2 separate regions of the Sus scrofa genome follow, and region 1 is linked to region 2. The links are chromatin contacts, called in public HiChIP or PLAC-seq maps. All regions are on one chromosome and are shown on one strand. Each heading gives the region's core, a stretch centred on a gene start, on an enhancer-like site or on the middle of the called end of the contact. The rest is flanking DNA. Distances are from core to core; before and after follow the strand shown.

What was found. HiChIP or PLAC-seq counts read pairs in DNA pulled down with a chosen protein or histone mark.
Region 1: an H3K27ac HiChIP or PLAC-seq map of alveolar macrophages shows a contact between it and region 2. The contact joins two enhancer-like sites. A contact is called at or near these places in 2 of 2 datasets of contacts at active chromatin or transcription factors (alveolar macrophages and skeletal muscle).

Annotation. Positions count from the first base shown.
Region 1 is chr11:47,835,032-47,840,796 of Sscrofa11.1, reverse strand. The region is part of intron 2 of UCHL3 (ubiquitin C-terminal hydrolase L3); the gene reads right to left. Among named protein-coding and RNA genes, the nearest start is that of UCHL3, 8.8 kb to the right of the region's middle. Within about 2 kb of position 4,181, at least 3 of the 83 cell types and tissues checked have an H3K27ac peak or open chromatin away from gene starts, as enhancers often do. A contact at or near this core is called in alveolar macrophages, where this site is marked.
Region 2 is chr11:47,705,151-47,710,517 of Sscrofa11.1, reverse strand. The region is part of intron 1 of TBC1D4 (TBC1 domain family member 4); the gene reads left to right. Among named protein-coding and RNA genes, the nearest start is that of TBC1D4, 53 kb to the left of the region's middle. Within about 2 kb of position 3,232, at least 6 of the 83 cell types and tissues checked have an H3K27ac peak or open chromatin away from gene starts, as enhancers often do. A contact at or near this core is called in alveolar macrophages, where this site is marked.

The sequences.
Region 1 (5,765 bases), core at 2,932-5,431, 130 kb before region 2:
CATCTGTATGTCTACAAGTCTCTGTTATGTTTATAATAAGTATTCAATAGATATCTGTTCTTATTTGTGCGAAGTTAAAGAGGCAGTAAAGATTCATTTGGCTTCTAATCTAAAATGGGGCATTTATTTTATCAATTCCAAATATTTCCTACACAGAACTGAAAGCCCTAAAAGGCATACTATTAGGCCAAAGTACCATAAATCCTGATAAAAGATTTAAATTTACTTCATTTTATAAGCTTCCAAAAGCCATACTGCTATGATGTTATAAAACAAGATGTACACATAACAGAGTAATTTTCACACCTGCGCTGCAAACTGAAAATAACAGTTCAACGTTTTAGTGAAAAAACAGTCTGGACAAAATTGGTAAATTATCTTGAAGCTGTAAACTTATTCCACGTCAACCAAAGCTAAAGAGTATAAAAATTAGCAACCAAAGGCAGCAACTATTAGCGGTGATTAGCATCAAACCAAGGACACAATCAATGATTAAATAACAGATTAAGTAAAATATAAAAATGATTAAAATTTAACTGAAATCATACTTTCCCTGACTTTTTACTCACATTGCCAATCAACTAAGATTGGTAAAAAGAAGTTCAATTCAATTAATATCTATTAAGTACAGCAATGCAACCTGATGCAGCCTTTGACGCCTGATTAGTAAGAGTCAGATGCACAAAGGAAGTGATCATATGAATAGAAAGAATAAGAAAGCAGCTATTACTAGTAACTACGTCTGGGAAGTGGAGAAAAGGTGAAGAAAAGGGTCTTCAAATTTGATCTCTCACTTTTTTTTTAAATTATGAAGCTATCTTACTTTTATAAATTAAAAGCAAAGGAAACTACCTGTATGCATGATGATCATAATGAAATAGAAAGATTAAAAAGAAATTCTCTAAAACATTAACAGCAGTTGGCTTGGATCATGGGAACTCAACTTTTTACCTTCCAGTATTTTACAAAAAGTGTTATTTTTGGACTGTTATGGTTCAGTGGTAACAAACCCAACTAGCATCCATCAGGATGTGGGTTCGATCCCTGGCCTTCCTCAGTGGCTTAAGGATACGACATTGCCACAAGCTGCAGTATAGGTCACAGGCATGGCTTGCATCGGCGTTGCTGTGGCTGTGGTGTAGAGCTGGCAGGTGCAGCTCCAATTCAACCCCTAACCTGGGAACTTCCATATGCCACAAGTGTGGCCCTAAAAAAGCAAAAAAAAAAAAAAAAAGAAAGAAAGAAAGAAAGGTGTTATTTTTATAATAGTTAGATGTAGTTGCTGAGATAGAAATCTACAGAATTGATATTCACATATTTTGTTTAAATTTACAAAACAGGGAGAAAACAAGATAACAATTTTAAAATTATTCCAAAAAAACTTTCCAGACTACTCACAAAGTATTCTATACAGTATACGGATTTGCAAAGCCATCTCTACACAATGACGAGCATCCTATTTGCATCAAGCATGATGAAGGGATTCATAAGCTCTAATATCAGTCTTCTGGCTTTTTTTTTAAGAATTTATTTTTTTATTATTTTATGATTTTTATTTTTTCCATTATAGTTGATAGTCTTCTGGCTTTTTTTGAACACTGGGTCATAAAATAATAAAAAAATCTAACTTAACTCACTGAATTTTCGTAATGCCACTAAAGTCTGGCCTGCTGAGAAAAATAATTAGTAAATTAGAACATATGCCCATCAAAGATCCCCGCTTAACTAATCCTTTTTATTCAATGGTCCAAAGATAAAATTTCCACCAAATACAAAATATTTTAAGTTATTTAAAAAAAAAAAAAAAAAAAAAGATGGAGTTCCCATCGTGGTGCAGTGGAAACGAATCCGACTAGGAACCATGAGGTTGCAGGTTCAATCCCCGGCCTCACTCAGTGGCGTTAAGGATCCAGCATTGCCACGAGCTGTGGTGTAGGTTGCAGACGCAGCTCAGGCTCTGCATTGCTGTGGCTGTGGTGCAGGCTGGCAGGTGCAGTTCTGATTTGCCCCTAGCCTGGGAACCTCCACATGCTGGGGGTGTGGCCCTAAAAAGCAAAAAAAAAAAAAAAAAAAAATTATTCGTAAACGCTTTTAAAGAGTATCATGTATCAGAAACTATGCTAGGAGCTTTAACACACTTCACCTTTACTGCAACTGGCAAGGGAGGTTTTATTACATCCTTTCACCAGTGAGGAAACTGAGCCTGGGAGGTTCTGTGACTTTTCAAGGTCAGGTCGCTAGAACCCACATGCAAAGCTCAGGCTGCTCTGGGACCTGTTTACTTGCCTCCCGCTGCTTGAGGTATCGTTTTGTACCTTGCTCACTAACTTGAGCCACAGAGTTCTCAAAATATCAGCGACCATCTCTTTCCATCGGGTTTCTGCACGCAAACTGGACTTCTATCTCAAAAACAGTTAGCCTCTCCCTCTTGTTTTTAATGAATTCCTCCTCATTCTTTAGGTGACAGTCGGTTAACAAAAAAAAATCTAACATCTGATTAATTTTAAAAATGGAAAAATAAAATCTACCTTCCTTTCAAATTTGTTCTAAAGCCACTTGCTCTGGTCTTTAATATCCTCCTCAGGACAGCAAGTCTCTGCCTTGTTACTACTTTACTAACGATTTGGGTTATTACAGCAATCATAATTACCTAGTAATTGTCTGATATTATACTAGTAGTAATAACTGCTAGATGCAGAACTAGGAGAATAACTGACAGTTAAATGAGAAAACAATGGCTCCTAAAGTAGGGAAACTAGTAAAATGAATTTTATTTATTTATTTTCTTTTTAGGGCCGAACCCAAGGCATATGGAGGTTCCCAGGCTAGGGGTCAAATCGGAGCTGCAGCTCCCGGCCTACACCACAGTCACAGCAACGCTGGATCCGAGCCAGTCTGTGAGCTACACCACAGCTCATAGCAACACCGGATCCTTAACCCACCAAGCCTGGTGCTGGGGAATCAAACCCACATCTTCACTGACACAATGCTGGGTTCTTAACCCAGTGAACCGCAATGGGAACTCTGCAAAATCAATTTTAATAGATATTTAGCAAACAAACAAAAATGAAAGTATGTAAGTACAGAATGGCAAAATACTGAAAACATTTGACGTAGCTACCAAGAAAAAGAGTTTACTTAATAATATGGACTGACTACACAATTGTCAACATGAGTGATGCCATGCCGATCTGCTTTAAAAGCTGTGTTACTCAGGATAATGTAGTAATGCACTATTTCAACATAGATTATTCAGAGTGGAATATGATATCAGCTCTGGGAGGCCTATTTTATGAAGGATGATGGCAAACAGAAGCTGGCTCAAAGAAAGGTGACCAGGAGTAATAAGGTTTTGGAAGACATCACCGCTGGAGAATCTGGGCAAGTTCCGAGAAGACTTAAATTGTTATAATCCTTTTCCATAGATATTTTTAGTAATATCATGAAAGAGCAATTAGATTTACTCTGTGTGGTTTCAATGGGAAGATACAGACAACTGAAGGAAGTTCCAGAAAAGCAGACTATGTTTCCATAAAAAGAAATATAAATATAATTACTCTATATTATTACATATTTTTCTAATTATAATTAAAAAATCCTAAACCACTTTATGAAATAGAAGACTTCTCACTGAAATATTCAAGCAAAAGATCCATGACCACATTAAAGATAATTTTAAGAAAGATTTTCTGGAGCATGATGCAGCTATATAAAATTTATTCAGGAGTTCCCTGGTGGCACACTAGGTTAAGGGTCCAGCATTTTCACTAAGGTGGCGTGGGTTCACTGCATGGCCTGGGAACTTCTGTGTGCCACAGCCGCAGCCAAAAAAAAAAAAAAAATTCCTTCTTCTACTCAATAACATTTGTTGGGAGCCCCCATGAAGCAGGCACCATTCTCAGTACTTCAGACATGTCCTAGCTCTCAGAGAGCTTACATTCTAGTGGTAGGAAACACCCAATAAACAAGTCAACACATAAACAAGATAACTTCACAAGATGGTTCAGTATTATAGAGAAAATAAGACAAGACATGATGTCGGTGTGGATTCAGGATGGGTGATTGGGGGAGGAAGGGACAGCAGTTTCGTAACCATGGAAAGACTCACTGAGGAGGTAACTTCAAGTTAAGCATGAGTGACAAGAAAAAACCAGCCATGAAACAACCCAGATCAGAATGACTCAAGCGAAGGATGGGCTGGTGCAAAGATTGCAGCCCAGCATATGTGCAAGAGAGATACACAGTACCTCCCCATTAGGCCACAGTAAGCCGCCTGAATTGTATGTTAAGAACAAGCAGCAGACCATCATTTTGTGTTTGGAGAGTTTTAAGCAAGAAACCCAAGATGTGCCTTGCATTTTTATAAAACTGCCTTGGACGTATTTTGAGAATAGATTTTAGGGAGGTAAAGAAAAAAGCAGAAAAACTAGGTAGAAATCTATTGCAGCTGCCCAAACTAAGGATGATGGCGGCGTGGGATGCAGAGGTAGAAATGAAGAGAGCGGCCAGATTTGGGACAGATTCTGAAAGAAGGGTCTACCAGAGTCGCAGATCTACTGGATCTGAGAGATTAGGGAAAGAGAGGAACATCAAAAACAGCTAACTTCACACAGTTAGTGCTTTGTTCTACATACTGTTCTGCCTATTTTACATGTAATAATTTATTTAATCCTTATGATAATTTTACAAGATTAGGAGAGGTTATGAGAAACTAAGAAATGGAGGTACAATGAGGTTAGGTACCTGCCCAAGGTTTCAGAGCAGAGATTCAAACCCAAGAAATGAAATCAGTATAAGGATGGCCTCTCCAAATCAGCATATTTTTGAAGAGGAATCAATGACGCCAACTTGGGCACTGGATACATGGTGGTACCCTTAAAAGACTGGGGAAGTGGATTTGGAGGAGATGAGAGGATGTAAATCCAGATTTCTTTTTCAGCCAAGTTAAATTTGAGGTATCTAAAAAACAGCCAAAAGGAGATATCAAAGAGGTAGCTGAATATATGAGTTTCCAATTTCGTAGAGAAGTCAGGACTTGAAGAAACACAGAATCATATATGTGACAACTGACAGTGTTAATGCTATACAACAGAAAACATCAGTAGGGAGAGAACATACATAGAAAAGATTAGCAGTCTAGGGCAAAACTCTGAGGAATTCCTTAAAAATTGGAAGAAATTGGCAAAACTCCAGTCAGAGAGATAGGAGGAAAATCAGAATCATCGCAGAAGCCCAGAAATGATAATGTGTTCAGAGGGATGGAGTGGACTACTCTACCAAATGCTGCCAAGAGGTCAAGAAATATGGGACAGAAAAGTGAATGCTGCATCTGCCAAAGTGGTGATTAAACTTGACAAAAGTAGTTATTATGAAATGGTAAGGACAGAAGCAAACTAGATAGGACAGAATACAGAAGAAAAAAAAAAAAAAAACCTGCAGATAAGAAAGCAACAAGAGGAGTTCCTATTGAAGTGCAGTGGAAACCAATCCAACTAAGATCCATGAGGATGTGGATTTGATTCCTGGCCTCGCTCACTTGGTTAGGGATCGGGCATTGCTGTGAGCTGCAGTGTAGGTTGCAGACGCAGCTTGGATCCCATGTTGCTGTGGCTGTGGTGTAGACCAGCTGCTATAGCTTCAATTCAACCCCTAGCCTGGGAACCTCCATATGTCGCAGGTACAGCCTTAAAAAGCAAAAAAACAAACAAACAAAAAAAAAAACAGGAAGAAAAGAAGGGAGGATGAATGGAAGGAAGGAAGGAAGA
Region 2 (5,367 bases), core at 1,983-4,482:
GATTTGTTTCTGCTGAGCCGCGATGGGAACTCTTCTAGTGATTCTTACCTGAATCCATTATTACTATGATGGTTGTGAAATGGTAATTTTTTTATTCCACCATTCTATCTTGAGGAATTAGTTGGTATTCTATATAAAGTAGAGCTATCGTCTTTCTTTTTTCCTCCCTCCTTCCTTCCTCGCTCCCTCCCTCCCTCCCATGAGGACGCAGGTTCAATCCCTGGCCTTGCTCAGTGGGTTAAAGATATGGCATTGCCGTGAGCTGTGGTGTAGGTCCCAGACGTGGCTCCAATCCCGCCTTGCTGTAGCTGTGGTGTAGACTGGCAACTGCAGCTCTGATTGGACTCCTAGCCTGGGAACTTCATATGCTGCAGGCATGGCCCAAAAAAGCAAAAGCAAAAACAAAAACACACAAAAAAGTAAAATATTTTACAATCTTATGTATGAAAATTTTTTTTAGTTATCTGTTTGAAGCCTTTCAATTTGCCATCGAGTCTCTTTTACCCTGTTGTTTGAGTCAGTGTATATTAGATGAGTACTATGTGTGATATGCTGTATGATTCAATTACATTAGGAAAGATCCGTCTCCTGTAGTAATTTATTTAGTGGACTAAAGAATTTTCATTGCCTTTATCTTACACTCATACACCTCAATGTTTGTAAAAGGGGAAAAAATCTTGCATTATCTTTTTTTTTTTTTTTTTTTTTGTCTTTTTGCCTTTGCTTGGGCCGCTCCTGCAGCATATGGAGGTTCCCAGGCTAGGGGTCAAATCGGAGCTGTAGCTGCCGGCCAATGCCAGAGCCACAGCAACGTGGGATCCGAGCCACTAAGCAAGGCCAGGGATCGAACCCGCAACCTCATGGTTCCTAGTCGGATTCATTAACCACTGAGCCACGACGAGAACTCCGCATTACCATTTTTTAATAAGGGAAAGTAGATTGTTTTTATTTTATGAGTTATGCTGTGTCCTCATGCTGTGGTGCAAATATTAGGACAGAAGTGGGAACAGATTGTGCAAAGAACTAAAAGTTCTCTTAAAAATCTCCACTTTTACATGTACTTAAAAGTAGTAGAGAGTAGGGCAGTATGGTGCATGTCAGAGAATGTTCTGGGCAAGTGGCAGGGGTAGCTTCCTGTCTTCCCCATCGTGTGTGAGAGAAGAGGCTGAGGAAGGCCACCGACACCCGAGATGGATGCAGTGAATGCTGGCAAAGTGTGGGCCACTGTGTGTGACGGGGAAGCGACTCGCCCAGAGACGGTGCTCAAACCACTGAATGGCATGGAATGCAAGTGAGATTTGAGGCAAAAAGTGTCCGTGTTGTGTTGTATGTTTTTCAGCACTTGTGCTGATCCTTGCAAGAGGCGGTATGCAAGGAATATATACACCACGGTAAGACAGGCACGATTTTTTCTGCTTCCTCCACTGTTTACTGTGTGTCCTTTACAGGCTTAGTCTTCAGTCTCAGTTTACTCATCCGTAAATGGAAGATGATAATACCAAACATAGGATGTGGTTATAAGGATATAGAAAGCATATCAGACTCAAAAACATCAGTGATCAGAGTTCCCGTCGTGGCTCAGTGGTTAACGAGCCTGACTAGCAACCATGAGGATGCGGTTCGATCCCTGGTCTTGCTCAGTGGGTTAAGGATCCAGTGTTGCTGTGAGCTGTGGTGTAGGTCACAGATGTGGCTTGGATCCCACGTTGCTGTGGCGTAGGCTGGCAGCTGTAGCTCTGATTCAACCTGTAGCCTGGGAACCTTCATATGGTGAAAGCGTGGCCCTAAAAAAAAAATGTATATATATATATATATATATTAGTGACCCTTTTCTGCTTCTGTACTTGAAATAGGTAATTTATGGTTTAATGACAACTTTTTAATTGCTTTCTCTTTGCCGTTTTTATGTTTATCTAAAAGTGGCTGTAGGAGTTCTCGCTGTGATGCAGTGGGTTAAGGATCCAGAGTTGCTGCACCTGTGGCGTAGGTCGCAGCTGTGGCTTGGATTTGATCCCTGGCCTGGGAACTTCCATATGCCACATGTACAGCCTATCGCCTGTCCTCCAAAACTGGCTATAAATGCCCACACCCTCCCCAGCCAAATTTCAGCTTCCCACGCAGGGCTAGCAGAGTGCTGGTCACTCTGTCCTCTTTATTATCCTTAGTGCTCTTCTCTGCCTCACCCGTGACATTGTTGACATTCTTACTTTGTCATGGGTTTTATTGTTTTGTCTGTTCAGGGCCACATTGGCTGCAGGAAACTGATGTTTGAGAAGCTGTGGTTTGAGCGAAGCTTGTAGTCATTGTCCCTCTCAGGTCCTGGGCCCGAGAACCTCCCCTGGGCAGGTGGCACACTTACACCTGTGTAAGCCACTAAGCACTTTGGCTTTCTCTAGGGATGCACAAGATCAGGAAGCCCTCTTCTTGGATGTTCCACACTTGATCCTGTCCCCTTAATGAGACAGGGCTGCAAGGGGCCCCTCTAGCCAAGAGGGAGGGCAGCCAAGGCAGCTAAGAGATGGAGGGCCCCTGGTTTCCGCTGTCAGTGAGGCCAATCCACACTGGCCTTTTCTGGTTAAACACAGAACCTGAGTGCTCTTTCTTTACTTATGCCAGTTTGAGTTGGGTTTCTGCCACTTTTCACCAGAGAGTATGGGATTTTCCTGGAATCCTTCTCTCTCCCACTCCAGCTGACTACACTTCACTCATGTAATAATAGGCTCTCTTCTAGCAAATAAAATTCTTCTATAAAGCCCATTCTTACCGTAGACTGAACTGATTTGCCCTTCTCTTCTCATAGGTCCCCTCAATACTGCTTTCTTAGTAGTTAACACGTTATTTTGAAATTGCTGTGCACACAAGTCTATGTTCTCTACTATATTCTGTTCCTGGAGTATACTAGTCTGAACCCTTTGTACCAGGCAGATTCAGGCTCATGGTAAATACTCCATAATTTGTTTAGTTATTTGTGTAATTCACTGAATGACAAAGGAGGGATTTGCCTACTGCTAACAACATGCAAATAGTTCCTTAATAAAGATCTTTGGTAACAAGAATGCAGCATCAGATTCCTTTTGTTTTTATCATTGCAGTTATTGCCTAACCCTGATCATTAAAGTAATGATGATCATTTAGAACATTTAGAAAATGTACCAAACATCTTCCTATAATGCTGCCACCCATATGCTTGGTAGACACATGACATCTGTTTCCTCAGAGTTCTCAAGACTGAAGATTGCATAGAAACAAAGCCAACACTCAGATTGCTCATAATAATTTGTGCATATTATTACTAGCTTCTGCAAATCCACTAGAAAATTCCATCCGTTATAATTTTTAGGCCATCTTTTATAATTGATTGTTTAGAAGTATTTAGGGAGTTCCCGTTGTGGCTCAGCAGGTTAAGGACCCGATGTTGTCTCTGTTAGGGTGTGGGTTTGCCCTGGCCCTGATCAGTGGGTTAAGGACCTGGTGTTGCTGTAAGCTTTGAAGTGGGTCGCAGATGTGGCTGGAATCCTGTGTTGCTGTGGCTGTGGCCTAACCCTCAGCAGCAGCTCTGATTCGAACCCTAGCCTGGGAACTTCCATTTGCTGCAGGTGTGGCTGTAAAAAAAAAAACAAAAACAAACAAAAAAAACAAAACAGGAAAGCTGCTCGAAAGCCCATTACAACCTCATTTTCCTTTTAGTCTCTCTGGGACACCCCAGGAATTAGCTTAGCTTGAGATTTCCTCAGATGTTCATTTGTTCCAGGAGCTGAGTTTGAGTTCAGCTTTTTATTATTATTATTATTATTTTTTTTCATCTTTTTTTTTTTGTCTTTTCAGGCCTACACTCACAGCATATGGAGGTTCCCAGGCTAGGGGTTGAATCAGAGCTGTAGCCACCAGCCTACACCACAGCCACAGTTGACGCGGGATCCCAACCACATCTGTGACCTACACCACAGCTCACGGCAACACTGGATCCTTAACCCACTGAGCAAGGCCAGGGATCAAAAACCCGAAACGTCATGGTTCCTAGTCGGATTCGTTAACCAATGAGCCACCCCGGGGACTCCTGAGTTCAGCTTATTTTAAACTACGAGGCATTGGTTCACCTTGCTTTTGCATGAGAATTAGCAAGGATTTTGTCAGTTACAGCGGTGGCATTGAGGGGAGCAGTGTGGGAGGGCAGATTTGAGCCAACACCCCCAGGGATGGAGCCGCTCTGGCCTTGTGAAAGGGAGGTGTGGGTGGAGAGAGGGGGCGGTGCTCAGCCAGAGGGGCCCTCGTTGCCCAGAAAAAGGCCTTCAGGGGGAGCACGTGTTCACATCCACCCAGATCAAATGGAAAATAAAGGAATGGAAGATTCAAAACAGAAACGGCCATCTGTGTGTATCATAAACATTTGGTAAATTGTGATTTCTCCATCTGTCCCCTGAGGAGCTGGGTACTAAACTGGTGTAACAACAACACTTAACAAGAAAAACGCTTGTGATGACCTCTTTCTCAGTTATGCCATTTTTCCAATTCTGCTTCCTAGACTCAGGTGGTGACTCCTTAATTATGTCTGGAAAGAAGATGGGGCAACATGAAAGAAAAGAGAGTTTAGAGTGTGTGCTTAGGGTAAGGTGAGGGAGCAACGTCGACTCTTGAAGAACGCTTTATTTAATTTAAAATTTATAAAATGAGGAGTTCCCATTGTGGCTCAGTGGAAATGAATCTGATTAGTATCCATGAGGACGCAGGTTTGATCCCTGGCCTCACTTAGTGGGTTAAGGATCTGGCATTGCCATGAGCTGTGGTGTAGGTCACAGACGAGGCTCAGATCCTGAGTTGCCGTGGTTGTGGCGTAGGCTGGCAGCTGTAGCTCCTATTCGATCCCTAGCCTGGGAACTTCTGTATACTTTGAGTGCTGCCCTAAAAAGCAAAAAAAAAACCCAAAAAAACAAAAAACCCCACAAAATCCCATTTATTTAATTGTGAAGCAATGACACAATGCAAATTTAAACTCCATTTTTCAGAATAGAGAGTGTTCAGCCTTTAAAGACAGGTATGTTTCATAGTGAGAAAGGAATGTTTTCCAACTTAAAGTGTAATTTTGTCATCTCTTTATCAGATTATAGGGTGAATTTTGTAATTTCCCGTTGCAGAGTAAGTCTGTGATGAGTTATAGCTGCAGATACTGTGAGAATGTTTTGTGTAAACTTTGGGATTCTCCACTGTCACATGCATTTATCATAATTTTCTTTTATCATGTTCACCAGAGGGCTCCCTACATATGATAATGAATAAATGGTCCTGCCAAGCTTGGAGAGTTAGAGTGAAATACTTTTCACCAATATTGCCCATTTTATATGAACTAAATTAGATCTCCTCCTTTTCTCT